Regions from separate parts of the Mus musculus genome. Here region 1 is linked to region 2. The links are chromatin contacts, called in public HiCAR-type maps. All regions are on one chromosome and are shown on one strand. Each heading gives the region's core, a stretch centred on a gene start, on an enhancer-like site or on the middle of the called end of the contact. The rest is flanking DNA. Distances are from core to core; before and after follow the strand shown. Region 1 overlaps Ext1 (exostosin glycosyltransferase 1). Region 2 overlaps Ext1 (exostosin glycosyltransferase 1).

The links. HiCAR-type assays count read pairs that join an accessible place to other places.
Region 1: a HiCAR-type map of kidney shows a contact between it and region 2, with 2.6 times the contacts expected there. The contact joins two enhancer-like sites. A contact is called at or near these places in 2 of 484 Hi-C or Micro-C datasets (the N1E-115 cell line and macrophages) and 3 of 115 datasets of contacts at active chromatin or transcription factors (fibro-adipogenic progenitors, kidney and thymic regulatory T cells).

What each region holds. Positions count from the first base shown.
Region 1 is chr15:53,282,476-53,288,754 of GRCm38.p6, reverse strand. All of the region lies in intron 1 of Ext1 (exostosin glycosyltransferase 1), which reads left to right. Among named protein-coding and RNA genes, the nearest start is that of Ext1, 61 kb to the left of the region's middle. Within about 2 kb of position 3,329, at least 20 of the 459 cell types and tissues checked have an H3K27ac peak or open chromatin away from gene starts, as enhancers often do. A contact at or near this core is called in kidney, where this site is marked.
Region 2 is chr15:53,142,447-53,148,345 of GRCm38.p6, reverse strand. All of the region lies in intron 1 of Ext1 (exostosin glycosyltransferase 1), which reads left to right. Among named protein-coding and RNA genes, the nearest start is that of Ext1, 200 kb to the left of the region's middle. Within about 2 kb of position 2,860, at least 34 of the 459 cell types and tissues checked have an H3K27ac peak or open chromatin away from gene starts, as enhancers often do. A contact at or near this core is called in kidney, where this site is marked.

The DNA.
Region 1 (6,279 bases), core at 2,080-4,579, 140 kb before region 2:
CTAACTGCAGAAAGCTGTCCTCTGACTACGTGCTGTAGCATGCTCACAAGCACTGGTATACACACACATGCACATACGCAAATACACACAGGCACACATTCCTGCATGTACACGCACATAGCTGCATCACACACATAGCTGCATAACGCACATGAGTACATATGTGTGTGCACAAAGAGTATTTGAAATTGTATACTAACATGAACTGAGTTTGCTTTAATTAAATCATCACTTTGTGTATATAAATTCTGTCATTGCTAATATGCTGATAGATAGCCGTGTTCTTCTGTTTTTTTGTTTGTTTGTTTGTTTTAAGATTTATTTATTTTATATGACTACACTGTCACTGTCTTCAAACACACCAGAAGAGGGCATCGGATCCCATGACAGATGGTTGTGAGCCACCATGTGGTTGCTGGGAATTGAACTCGGGTCCTCTAGGAAGAGCAGTCAGTGCTCTTAACTGCTGAGCCATCTCTCCAGCCCCCATTCTTCTGGTTTTGACTTGTGTGGTATACTAGAAAAAGCCACCACAAGGGGGGGGGGGAGGGGGAGGAAGGAGAGAGAAGCACCTTATTTCTGTTTTGCTGGCATGTATTCCTTGCATAGACTGTTTCCCCCCCCCACCCCCCCCCCCCCGAACATCGACCATTTCTTTTACGTGTGTCATCTGAGTATAAGTCAGGGGACACTCAATGACATAAAATTTATCCTTCATTCTCCCATTTAATCCTTAGATCATTATCACCTCTCTTTAATTTCCTTACCCCCAGATTCACCTAACTAGCATTGATGGGTAGTGAGAGGGAAAGTCTGAGTTCTTGGGAGCCACATTTTATGGTCTGTGGGCTAACAATAGTATTCACATTCCTATAATAGTTAAAAAAAAAGTACAATACTCTGTAGTATATGAAAATTAATAAGAAAGTCAAATGTTCATGTCCATTGGATTTCTGTCACACCTATCCAGTTACATATATACCATGTCTGACAGCTCCAATGGCAGAGTTAGTATATCAGGGTCTCAGGGCTCTGTAAAGTCTATGATGTTTCTTCTTGCCTCTTCATAGGGAAGTCTGCTGACCCTGGGTACGGAGGCATATCTTGAGAACAACGAGTGACAGGAAAAGTACACAGCCCTTTAAGTTAGACAGTCGGGTGTCATGCCTCAGTTTCCTTAAAGGTAAAGTTGACTCAAGTTATCCCATATTTAAGGGTTTAGATGAGGGCGAATTGAAGCCTATTGAGTGCGAGAGTGCCCACAGCCTGCTAACCAGGACCTCAGGGACAAAAGTCCCTTGCCTTTACAGTTACTAGTCCTTAGGTCATCTGTTCAAATAGACAAACAAACCAAAATCAAAACAAAACTAACAAATATAAGCAACCAAACCAAGCCTTTCTCAAGACTAGTAATAGCTTATGGGATAGAATCTTGGTCTTTGTCTCTGTCTGTCTGTCTGTCTGTCTCTCTCTCTCTCTCTCTCTGTCTCTCTCTCTCTCAAACAAACACACACACACACACACACACACACACAGCTCCCTCACCGTCACCAAATTGGTGGCATTCGGTGTCAGTGGGCTTTTTGTTGAGATGAGTCTCTGTAGAACTAGTCTTGACCTTGTGTGAGTGACAGTGACTGGGGCAGTAGGGAGCTGGTGGAGCAGGGAGATTGCTTGAGAGGTTGAAGGGAGCCTAAGTCAGGAAGAATCTTGCCTCCAGTCTTCGGAGTCCTTGGCCTCAGTCTCCAGGGCTATTTCCCCTGTTAAATGTTTCTCGTTAGGCTGAGGTGCTTGCTAGACTGCACGTCTAGCCACTGGCAGGCAAGAAAACGCTTCGCCACATGAAGATGAAGGTGCGTTGGCAGTTCTTCAGTCTCTCTACAGAAACTGCAGTTGGACGCCTCCCTTCTTCCTGATTTAAGTGACCATGTTTTTCCCCCTTTGCTCTTCCTTTCCTGCCTGGCAGCCTTGTAAGAGTACTGTTCAAGCAGCCTGCTTCAGAGATGCGGGGTGCCATGATGGGCATTTCTTGTCCTCCTGACCTCCTCCTAGTCCTTTCTGCTGCCTTTCCCCATGTTTTCTTAGCCACCTTGCAGTGTGGGAACTTTGCCAAGGTCTGCTTTGAGTCCTAGGCTGTTGTGTGAGTCTGCTGCTTGTAAAGTCCAGTGAATTACTTTCTCTTGTTTATAGGGGGGATCTGATTGTATCAGCTCCACTTAGGTCCCTAGTATATTTATAGCTCAGAAACTGAGGGCCATGCAGGGGCTAAGTGCTTCTACATGTGAATCAATCTCTCTCTCTCCCTCTCTCTGAATGAATGTTGAGTCCTCTGGCCTTTCTTGTCTTTCTCTTCCTCTCTTGCTGTTAAAAATATATCTCGTATTATTCTTTAAAAATAGTGTTTTCATGTGATCTAGTGGTCTGAGATAGTTGCGTCTAAATGGCAAAAAGCGTTGCTTGTACCCTTTTATGCCCCTGGATGTCTCCCGAGGGAGGAAGAGCGGGAAGCTAAGTTTCAGTTCTCATTATTGGCTTCTGATGATAGTCTGGAATTATTTTATAGGTTGTGTTTGGCTGCCAGCATGGTGCTTGGGTGTGATTAATTTCTGCAGCTTGCCATTGGGTAAATAATTTTCATTCCTTGGATCCTTGTTGAGAAGGGATTAGCCAAGTGAACTGGAAAACATGCCTTTGTAGGAGGGCTTTGGCTGTTTGTGATAATCAATGAACAATCTAGTGGCCAATTTAATCCAGCTCTTACAGAACTAGCTGACTCATTGGCTCTTAATGCTTCTAAACATCTTCAACGGTGTTTTTAATCTTAGGGGACTAGGTATAATTCAGAATTTAGCTTTTCCCCAGGGATCTGGTTCTGGGCATTCTGAATAAACATCTTGTGAAATGGGTTTCAAGATGTCTTTTCCATGAGAACTCTTTCTGTCTTCTAAGTGTGGAAAAAAATACAAGAAAGGTTGGTATCAATTTAGCTCTTTTGGAAATGAAAAGTTAAAGCACAATAAAAAGGAAACAGCTAAAACACAACCCAGCCGAACAAAAACCCCAGAGAATCAGGATCTATCTTGCAGACCTTGGAGGCAGAGGATGCTCAGAGCCTGGGACACGGTTCTCGGGTTTGGCATCACGTCATTCCAGGAGTAAATAATCTACAGCTGAGCCTTTGCCTGGTGGGATGGTTGGAACACTTTCTGCCCAGGGGGCACGAGTTTCTACTCACGTGTTCCCCCCATTTGATTTATGCACCGACTGACTGAGGCCGAGAGGTCACTTTAGGAAAGCTTTCTCCTCTTGTCCTCTTGGCCTCGAATAGTTTCCTCCTGTTCCAAGTTCTCTTCTGAACATTGCCTTGCCCTGCCTGGGTCTGCATGCTGGCTGGTTGCTTGCTTGTGAGTTGCAGCAGCATGTCTACTGACTTCCAAGAAATAGAATGGTCAAGATCTTAGGTACTTGACTTCGATTTTCTTTTAAAGGAGTGTGGTGCCCTTGTGGACTAGACTCAGGCTTTGACAATTTTAGCCTAAATCTAGATGACAGGTGAGTGAAGGCCCGACAGACTTCACAGAGCAAAATTCAAGACATCCAAGTAAAATTGAATTTGAGATAAATAACAGATAATGTCCTATTAGCAGGTCAAGCTATCCTCTGACAGTCATAGGTAAGTCAGTATAGAGAAGCTGGGGGTCTCTCTCTCTCTCTCCTTAAAGGCTCCCGGATTAATCCAGGATCCATGGATTATTGTGAATAGGAAAATAATCATACAACCAGGAAAAGAGCCTGCCAATTATTAAGAATTTTCTATATTGATTACCTTTCAGTTCCCAACTTACAGAACAATTGTTGTCAATCATTGCCCATTTGATATATATAGTTGATGTGTGTGTATGTGCATGTAAGTCTCTGGATTTATCTTTGTGATGCTTCTTATGTATGCATGTATATATGCATCTAGTACTTAAAAAAAGATGAACGGTTATTGTGATTCCATTTCAAAGGAGGGGAAACTGAGGAAGAGCAGCGAGCAAGGGACTGGCTGAGGTTAAAGTAAAGGATGGGGGGTGGGGTAGGGATTTAGTCCAAGGTTTTCTGAGTCTTGGGTGGCGCCAGGGTTCTAAGATGGTTCTTTTTCTCCATTAGGTCTTATCATGGCGTATTGGAACTCACTGGACAGCTTTAAAAACACATGAGTCTGAGCACACCCCCAGAGGGGTACACTCAGTTGGTCTGATATTGTCCTTGGCATGGGGTCAGGTTGGGATTTGAAATTTCCCCAGGCGATGTTACTCTAGTGCCGGGGTTCAAGCCTGCTGCTTCCTTCTATTTTTGGAGTCAAATGAATTAATCTTCTCAGGAAATCTGGTCCCTCTATGTGGCCATGCCTGTAGGTTCTACCCCTCCCCCACAGAAACTCACTATTCCAAATGTGGCAGCTAATTTTTCATGGTCTTTGTTTCTTCAGAATTATTTTCAGGAAGTCCTGGTGGAATATATGTTGGGGTATAAACAAACCACAAAGAAAGACCTCTTGGGGGTCTTCTGTTGATGGATTTTCTGAGCGATCTTTTCTTTTTCATTCCTCCATTATACTTCCTGCACCGGGAAATGTCCCTTTGTTCTTCATTTAGCTCCAGCTGGGTACCAGGCTCAGTATTTGAGGAGGTTTACAGATTAATAAAACTAGACCACTGCCCTCCGGGAGTTTTCAATTTTGGAAGGGAAGTATATAAATGTAATTCCAGGTTTAATTTTCTAAGAGTCACTTCAGAGGGACAGAGGATTAAGGACTTCCGTGTCAGCAGTGACAGAGAGGAAATGGGAAGAATGTGGCCCTGGTCTCCCCTTGGCTTGGTTCCTGTCCAGCATTATACCCCCTAGAGTAGTACTCAGACCTGGCTCCTGAGCCCATCTGTCTCTCAGTGGGGTCCTGATGAATTTGTGCTTCTTCAGAGCACACCAGTGATCAGGCTCAGGGCAAAGGCTTGGTCAGTGACAGCAGCCATGTTCAGTGTGCCACTGGAAGCTCTCATCAGACCTTCAAGGCTTACCTCAGTGAGCTGAATGTGTCAGTAACTGGTGGCCTAAGGGTGTTCTATTGGCCTTGAAATCACAAGGTTTCTCTTAATTTGACAGTCAATGAAGAGCTGTGAAGGTATCTGAATACAAAGTTAGACATAGGCGTGGATAAGATGACCTGTGGCTGAGAGTAGATTAGAATGGCAAGCCTAACGGACACTCTAATTATGCAAGACAAAGATGAAAACCTCTAGGCCAGAGAGAGGGGGATTGTCTTTGCTTAAAGGCAGCAGCAACTGAAGAGAAGGCATTTGGAGCATGTTTGGAACACATGTGGTGATGGGTGGGAGTGTGGAACTGTGGCTGTCAGTTTCAGCGGCAATCAGACATGGGCAGCATGGAAGGCTGATTGTTAAAAGGGAAGGGGGTGAGAACTGGGCTCTGGGTAAAGTTCTTTTGGTGTTAGTGTACGCAGTGCAGTGTCACATGCCATGCGATTACACACACGCTGTGATTGTACACTTGGGGATAGTGTAGTATGTCACAATATCAAACTTGCAGTGGTTTAAGGATGCACTGCCACAAGGCTTCCCACCACAGCTACTGTCCCATCTGTCCTTTATGTCAAAATCGAGCTTCCTTCCTCCTTTGCTTAGGTCTGTGCATAACTCTGCATAGGAAATCAGTAAATCTTTCTTTTGTAGTTTGACCAACAGAGCAATTTCTTTTATTACCAGATAGTTCTGTAAGCAATAAATAGTTCTAATATTCTGAGCATATTCATCTCTAAATGGGAGCTAGACTAAGGAGGCATTTAGTAATGCCAGGCTTGACTTACAATTCACAAACAGAAGGTAGATGGCTTTCGATAGGGTTTTAAGGTCATTTACACAATTATGTGCAGTTGGAAACCCTGTACTTTGGGTATGGTGTGATCGAGCCTTTCAGAAGTTTGGTAGCATCATCATTTCATTTTGCTGGAATAGCATGGATTAGGGCTTGGTAGACTTTGCACAAGGGGCCACACAGTTAACATTTGCAGCTTTGCAGTTGAATCTCTGTCCCAATTACTCAGTTCTGCTGCCTTATCTGCAAAGCAGCCACAGACGGCACGCAAACAAATAAACTTTGTGATGTCATTGTGTAGCTTTGCTTTCACAGAGTGGGCTGGGCTTGAGCCTCAGGCTTGTCGCTTTCTGTCCCAGGTTAGTATTTGTGCTCTGTGACTTGTTTTCTCTAGTTCTGACTTTT
Region 2 (5,899 bases), core at 1,611-4,110:
GGGTGCAAGCTTGAGGCATGGACAGACTAGCTAACTGTCCAGCGTCACAAAGACACTGAGTCCAACGTCACAAAGACACTGAGTCCAAAGTTGATGTTCAAACTCTGGCCACCTGATACAAGGTTCTAAGCTTTTCTTTTCTTTCTTGTTCTGGTTAAAAGCTGTTAACCTCTATCTTGTATTACATAGATAGTTTTTTCTGCCAGGAAGATTGAAGCTTTTGAATATTTTTGTCCATTCTGCACCATCACTTGGCATTGAGGATGGCTACCTTCTGAAGTTGATAACAAATTGATAAAAATTGATAATTAAATGACTTGGTTAGATTACCCTAAGTGGCAGGGAACAAGCTTTCCCACAAGGCTTTGCCCATCAGTGGGTGGCAACTGGCTCAGTGTCTTGTCTCTCTCAAGTTGAAATTGCCTTTAGAATTTAATTGTTTTTGTTCCCGGCCACTTTGAAATGGAATTAGACACACTTGTGTAGTGTCACTGGCTCAGTACTTACTATATGCTGAGACCTAGCTACATTTTCCTTGATGAGAGAATGGCCGCACTCACTTTTATGTGGGTCTTAGTAGCCACCAATATTTGTGGAGTAGAATTAAGGGCCAGGTCAATTGTGGAGTGCGTCTACTAGAGCCCCCATAGGGGCAGAGAAACAACCAACCACTAGAGCCCCGGTGAACAGTATTCTCCATGGAAGTTTAACTTCTGCAATGCTCAAATAATTTCATGCCAGGCCAGCTCTCTCTAAACTAGAACTTTGGATATAATATAGTGTCTGTTTTGTTTTGTTCTCTAAATCATGTGACAGGTATTTAACAAATGTGCTGTCTCACTCCTGGTTTATCACAATGTCATAACAAATATATGATCAGATCCACCAAGTGAGCCCAAAAATCTCAAGGATCCTGGGAAATATCGTTCAGTTGAGCTTGTTTTAACTGGTTTTGAAAATGGACCCACTGGACTCAGACTTTTAAGCACTTGCTGCTTTTCCTTTACACCTCCTATCAGCCCTTGATTAATGATCAAAGGATCATTGTCTGGTGCAGAAGACCGCAGGAGTTCTGGCTTTCCTGGGAAAGCAGGAATTGGGAAACCTCCCAAGTATGTCAAAAGGCAAAGGGGGAAAATTAATACGTTGTTGTCAGGGAGCCTCTAAAGAAGAGTTCAGATAGCGCTCATTTGGGAATAGCTATCAGAAGAAACAGAAGCAGAGCAGGAGAGAAATGCTAAGGGGCCTAAGATGCAGTTTGGGCAAACATTCCTCCATCATTCCTAGAAGCAGGCTGTACATGTTCCCTTTTCCTGAAAAGCTAGCACATGGACTTGGAGGAGGCTGAGGGCCTCTTCACTGTGTCTCAAAACTGACAATTCTTGATCTTATTTCTTTCCCTGATACTTTTCATTTCAAGGGAAATAAAAATCTGTTTTCGGGTTCCTTTCTCCTCCCTTGCCACTGCTAATGTCAATATCGCCAGAACAACTTCAGACTTTAGACATTAAGAAACGTTGAGTTAATATAACAATTTGACGTTGCTTTAAAATTTACCCATGGATCTCTAGGCAAGCTCCATCTTTAAATATTTACTTAAAATATTTGCTTTTGCATGTATACCTGGCCATTTGTAGGAATGTATTGAAAATGAGTTGATTTATTTGCTTCATTCTTGGGTGGATAATGTTGACTCTACTGAAGTGTATTAGAAGAGAGTCATTCTATTAGCTATTCCTTCTTTTAAAGAGTCCATGGTGGCTGGACTCTGCCGTATTAATTATTCCGTGGGCTTCAGCAATCTCTAACTGGGTGTTTTCTAAATAACAACTATATGTAGATAAGTTTCTTTAGATAAGTCTCTAATGTAGCACTCAGGGGGGGAAAAATCAGCAGACCTGAATTAACCGAGAAACCACTTTTGTGTTGCGTTTTGATCCATTTAAGCTAAACTGATTAGCACTTTTTGAAAAGCAAATCTAAATCCTTGTGCTAATCAAGGGAAATTGAGCCATGCTGTTATTCCATGTTGTTACCGAGCCAGTGAGAAGCAGCAAGCTCCCTTTTTATTTTATTTTTTATTAATCACTCAGCATATAGCTGGGTTCAGTGCCCACCTCCTCCCTCAGCAAACCACTCTCCTCAGCGCTTGTTTAATAAAACTGCACAGCGGGGGAATATTGGAGTGTTAGTGGGATTCTAGGAAGTTCATTCCGGTGCAGTTGACGATCGGGTGAGTGCTTTTGCTTGGGGGTGGGGGGAGGGGCGGGGATGGTCTGTTTGAAGCAGGCTGTTAAGAAAAGCATGAAGCCTGTTGCACACACGTGACTCAACTGAAACACAAGTAGAAAGCAGGCTTGCCTGGTTTCCAGTACTCAGTGGCTCTCCATCAGGGGTGGATGGACCCTGAGGCCCACCTCATGTCTTCACCGCTGATAACTTCATTCAACAAAAGGCTCACTACTTACTCATATCCACCCCAAGTAGATGCCGACGGTAGCGACTCGGCAGGCTTACTGTGTATGGAATTCTATTCTTTACTAAGAATTGATCATCACAGAGGCCTGTGCAATTCATTATCCCTGTAAACCCCACCCTCTACAGTTCCATTCTTTATTGGCAGTGATTAGGCAGGAGACATTCGTTTTGGTTTTCAGGCTGTCTGGTATGGAGCAGCAGATACCAGAGAATGAGGTGGGGGATGGAAAGGGAGGGATAATAATATTTAGCCTTATTCCTTTCATGCCTAACCAGAGTTGAGGAATTTTCAGAGCAGAAATTTGTTGTTTCAGGGATATGTCCAGTTTTCAGCTGGAGTTACTTATTAACCTCTACTTGCATAAGCAGACACCCATGAGACTCTAAGGATACATGGAGAAAGAAGTCTCACCTTGCTCTCACCCTCTCTGAGTCTTCAAATGCCTCTCTCATCAGTGAGCTGAGAGGGTGAGAAGCTTCCACCCTCTCAGAGGCAAAGGCAAAGCAGTTTGCACCTTTCTGCTTCTGCTGTGAAACCTTTGAAATTGTCTTACAGATGACAACTTCATACGAGTCAGATTTTCCAATGTACATGCAAGGCTACAGCTCACCCGCAGATGCTAGTAGAGATCCAGCTAGTCTGAGATCTCTGCAAAGGCCCTGCGTACCCCAGCTGCCTGCATGGCTCCCTAGCTGTTTAAAGCCTTCCCAGGTGGCTGGCGCTAGCAGGTACACATGGCAAGAACTACCCATGGCAAGGACCATTTGCTGGTTGTGATAGTTGGGACGGGTCTCCAAAGCCAGAAATGAGTATCAATAGACATTATCTTTAGCACAGAGCCTGTGTGGGCCCAGGGTTTAATCCTAGCTGGTGTGCCTGGCTGATGAATGTTCTGTAGCTGTGATCATCTCCTTGGGCTTTTATTGCTGTTTGCTCTGGCTGTGCCTTTAGGAGAAGGCCGAGCACTGTCTGCTGAAGAGTGATTTCAGAAATCACTTGGAAATGGTTGTAATCTTAAGAGTGTCCACACAAAGGTCATAGAAAGCAGAAATTGGCCTGGATACAGTGCAGATCATATACAACCTTCGATGTCAATGTCCCTGTCCTGATCTCTACTCCCCTTTAAATGCCACAAACCTGTACCTATTTTAAAAGGTTCCAGGACTTAGAAAACCTTATGTCACTTTTTCTAGACCTTTGCTTATTGGTGACAGAGGACAAAACTTCTGGGCAGGTTAACCAGATTAGGTTACTTCTGTGAACAGTTAGTATTGACTTAGTGTTTTTGTTGCTGTAATCAAACACCGTGACCATAAACAACTTGGGGAGAAAGAGGTTTATTTCAGCTCACACTCCATTGATGAGGGAAATCAAGGCAGGAGCTCAAACAGGGCAGGAACCTGGAGGTAGAAGCTGGTGCAGAGGCCATGGAGGGATGCTGCTTTCTCCTTGTGACTTCCCATTGCTTGCTCACCCCACTTTCTTACACCATCCAGGACAATGTATAGGGCCTGGGGGTTGCACCACCTCCAGTGAGGTAGACCTTCTTTTCTTCATTAATCATCAGTCCAGAAAAATGCACCACAGGCTTGCACAGAGGCCAATATGGTAGAGGTATTTTCTCGACTGACAGTACTTCCTTCCAGATGATCCAGTCTGGGTCAATGTGACATGAAACTAGCTAGTCCCAATATCCTATAGTACTATGTTTTAAGTCTGCTTTTTTTTTTTTTTTGGATCCTTGGCATTGTATGGGCCTGGACCTTCCTTTGTTCTTAGACAACAAACTGTGCAAAGTGTAGTATATCAGTTCTGTTAGACATAGAGAACCTAAATTCCTGACTGCCACTACTAAGGAACTGATCGAGTAGCCTGTCTGAAGAGGAAATTAATTGACCTCTTGGGCTCCTCTCAGGTTCAATGTCAGGCTTGGTCCCTGTTCTCCCTAGCATCCAATCAACGTACCTACCTGTTTGCCACTAAAGCTAAATAACAAATTTAGCTTGCTTGAATTGCCCTGGTTACCATGTTCTTACTAAGCTGGCACACTGAACATGCTGTATCATGGTAGAAATTTTTTGCAAGGCTTATCTCTACATGGCTTTTAGTAGAGTTTCTCATCAGAATAAGATTTGGGCAAACATATTCACCTCAGTTGTTCTTTGATTTCTGGAAGGAAAACATGCATATGTTGCTATGCCACTTGGGATGGGAGGTGAGTGTGGGTTTTTAAAAATTTTTCATTTATTTATTTATTTATTTATTTATTTTAATTTATTTTTCAAGACAGGGTTTCTCTTATAACCCTGGCTGTCCTGGAACTCACTCTGTATACAAGGCTGGCTTCAAACTCAGAAATCCGCCTGCTTCTGCCTCCCAAGTGCTGGGATTAAAGGCGTGCATGCGACACCACGCCTGGCCTAGGTGTGGGGTTTTTTTTTTTTTGTTGTTGTTGTTTCCATTCAGTTTTCCAGAGTTATCTTCAACCACAAAGTCACTGCCAGCCTTTGGGAGGTGGAAGACACACTGTCCAATTGACATTTTCTGTTTCTGTTTCAAGATAAACAGTGACCTGGGCTTGTAGAGACTGGCTGGCTTGGATGTGTTTGCAGTTCCCCAGTCGAGTCTTCATAGCAGTATGAGTTGCTTTGTGATGGATAACCAATCATTGCCTTACAACTGGCTTCAGTTCTGAAACCGCATGTATTTGGAACTCTGAGACTCAAGTAGCCTGACTTATATGTCACTATGACAGAGTCAACACGCATGACCTTTTCTGTGAGGCTGTGATGCAATAGCTTTTAAATGGGTGGTAAGTGCTGGCCGGCCCTACTTTCAAAACCGAGAGTCATTCATGAATTCATTCATTCCCCTACTACATAGGGAGCCACGGTATAAACTAGGCAGTGCTCCAGAGTGGGAGATGGAGCAATGAACTGCATCCTGAGTCACAAGCTTTATTTCTTTGAAGTGCCAGATAACATTTTACACCCTGTAGGCTTTAGTGTACCTAATGTAGCTATTGCACTCAGCTGGGGTTTGCACAAAAGCAGATAGAACAACAATAAAGGGAAGGTTGCTGAATTCCAATGGAAGTTGATTTATAAAAGCAGGTAGCCCATGGAGCACAGGTTACCACCCCTGCATCAGAGCACGGCCTGCTCTGGCTGAGTGAACATTGTCATCATCTACACGGAATTGTCACCAGGTATTTATGTTTCTTATGAGAATATGTGCTCCTAAACAACACCTCATTCAAAATAAGAATCAGTCAGTGCAGTTGAAAGCTTAGGTTCTTCAAAGGGAAGAATCATAAGTGGGGGCTGGGACGATAGCCCACTGGGTAAAGTGCTTGCCTTGCAAGCGTAAGCATCTGAGTTTGATCCCCAGAACCCACAAAACATAAAACTTACTGTAGTG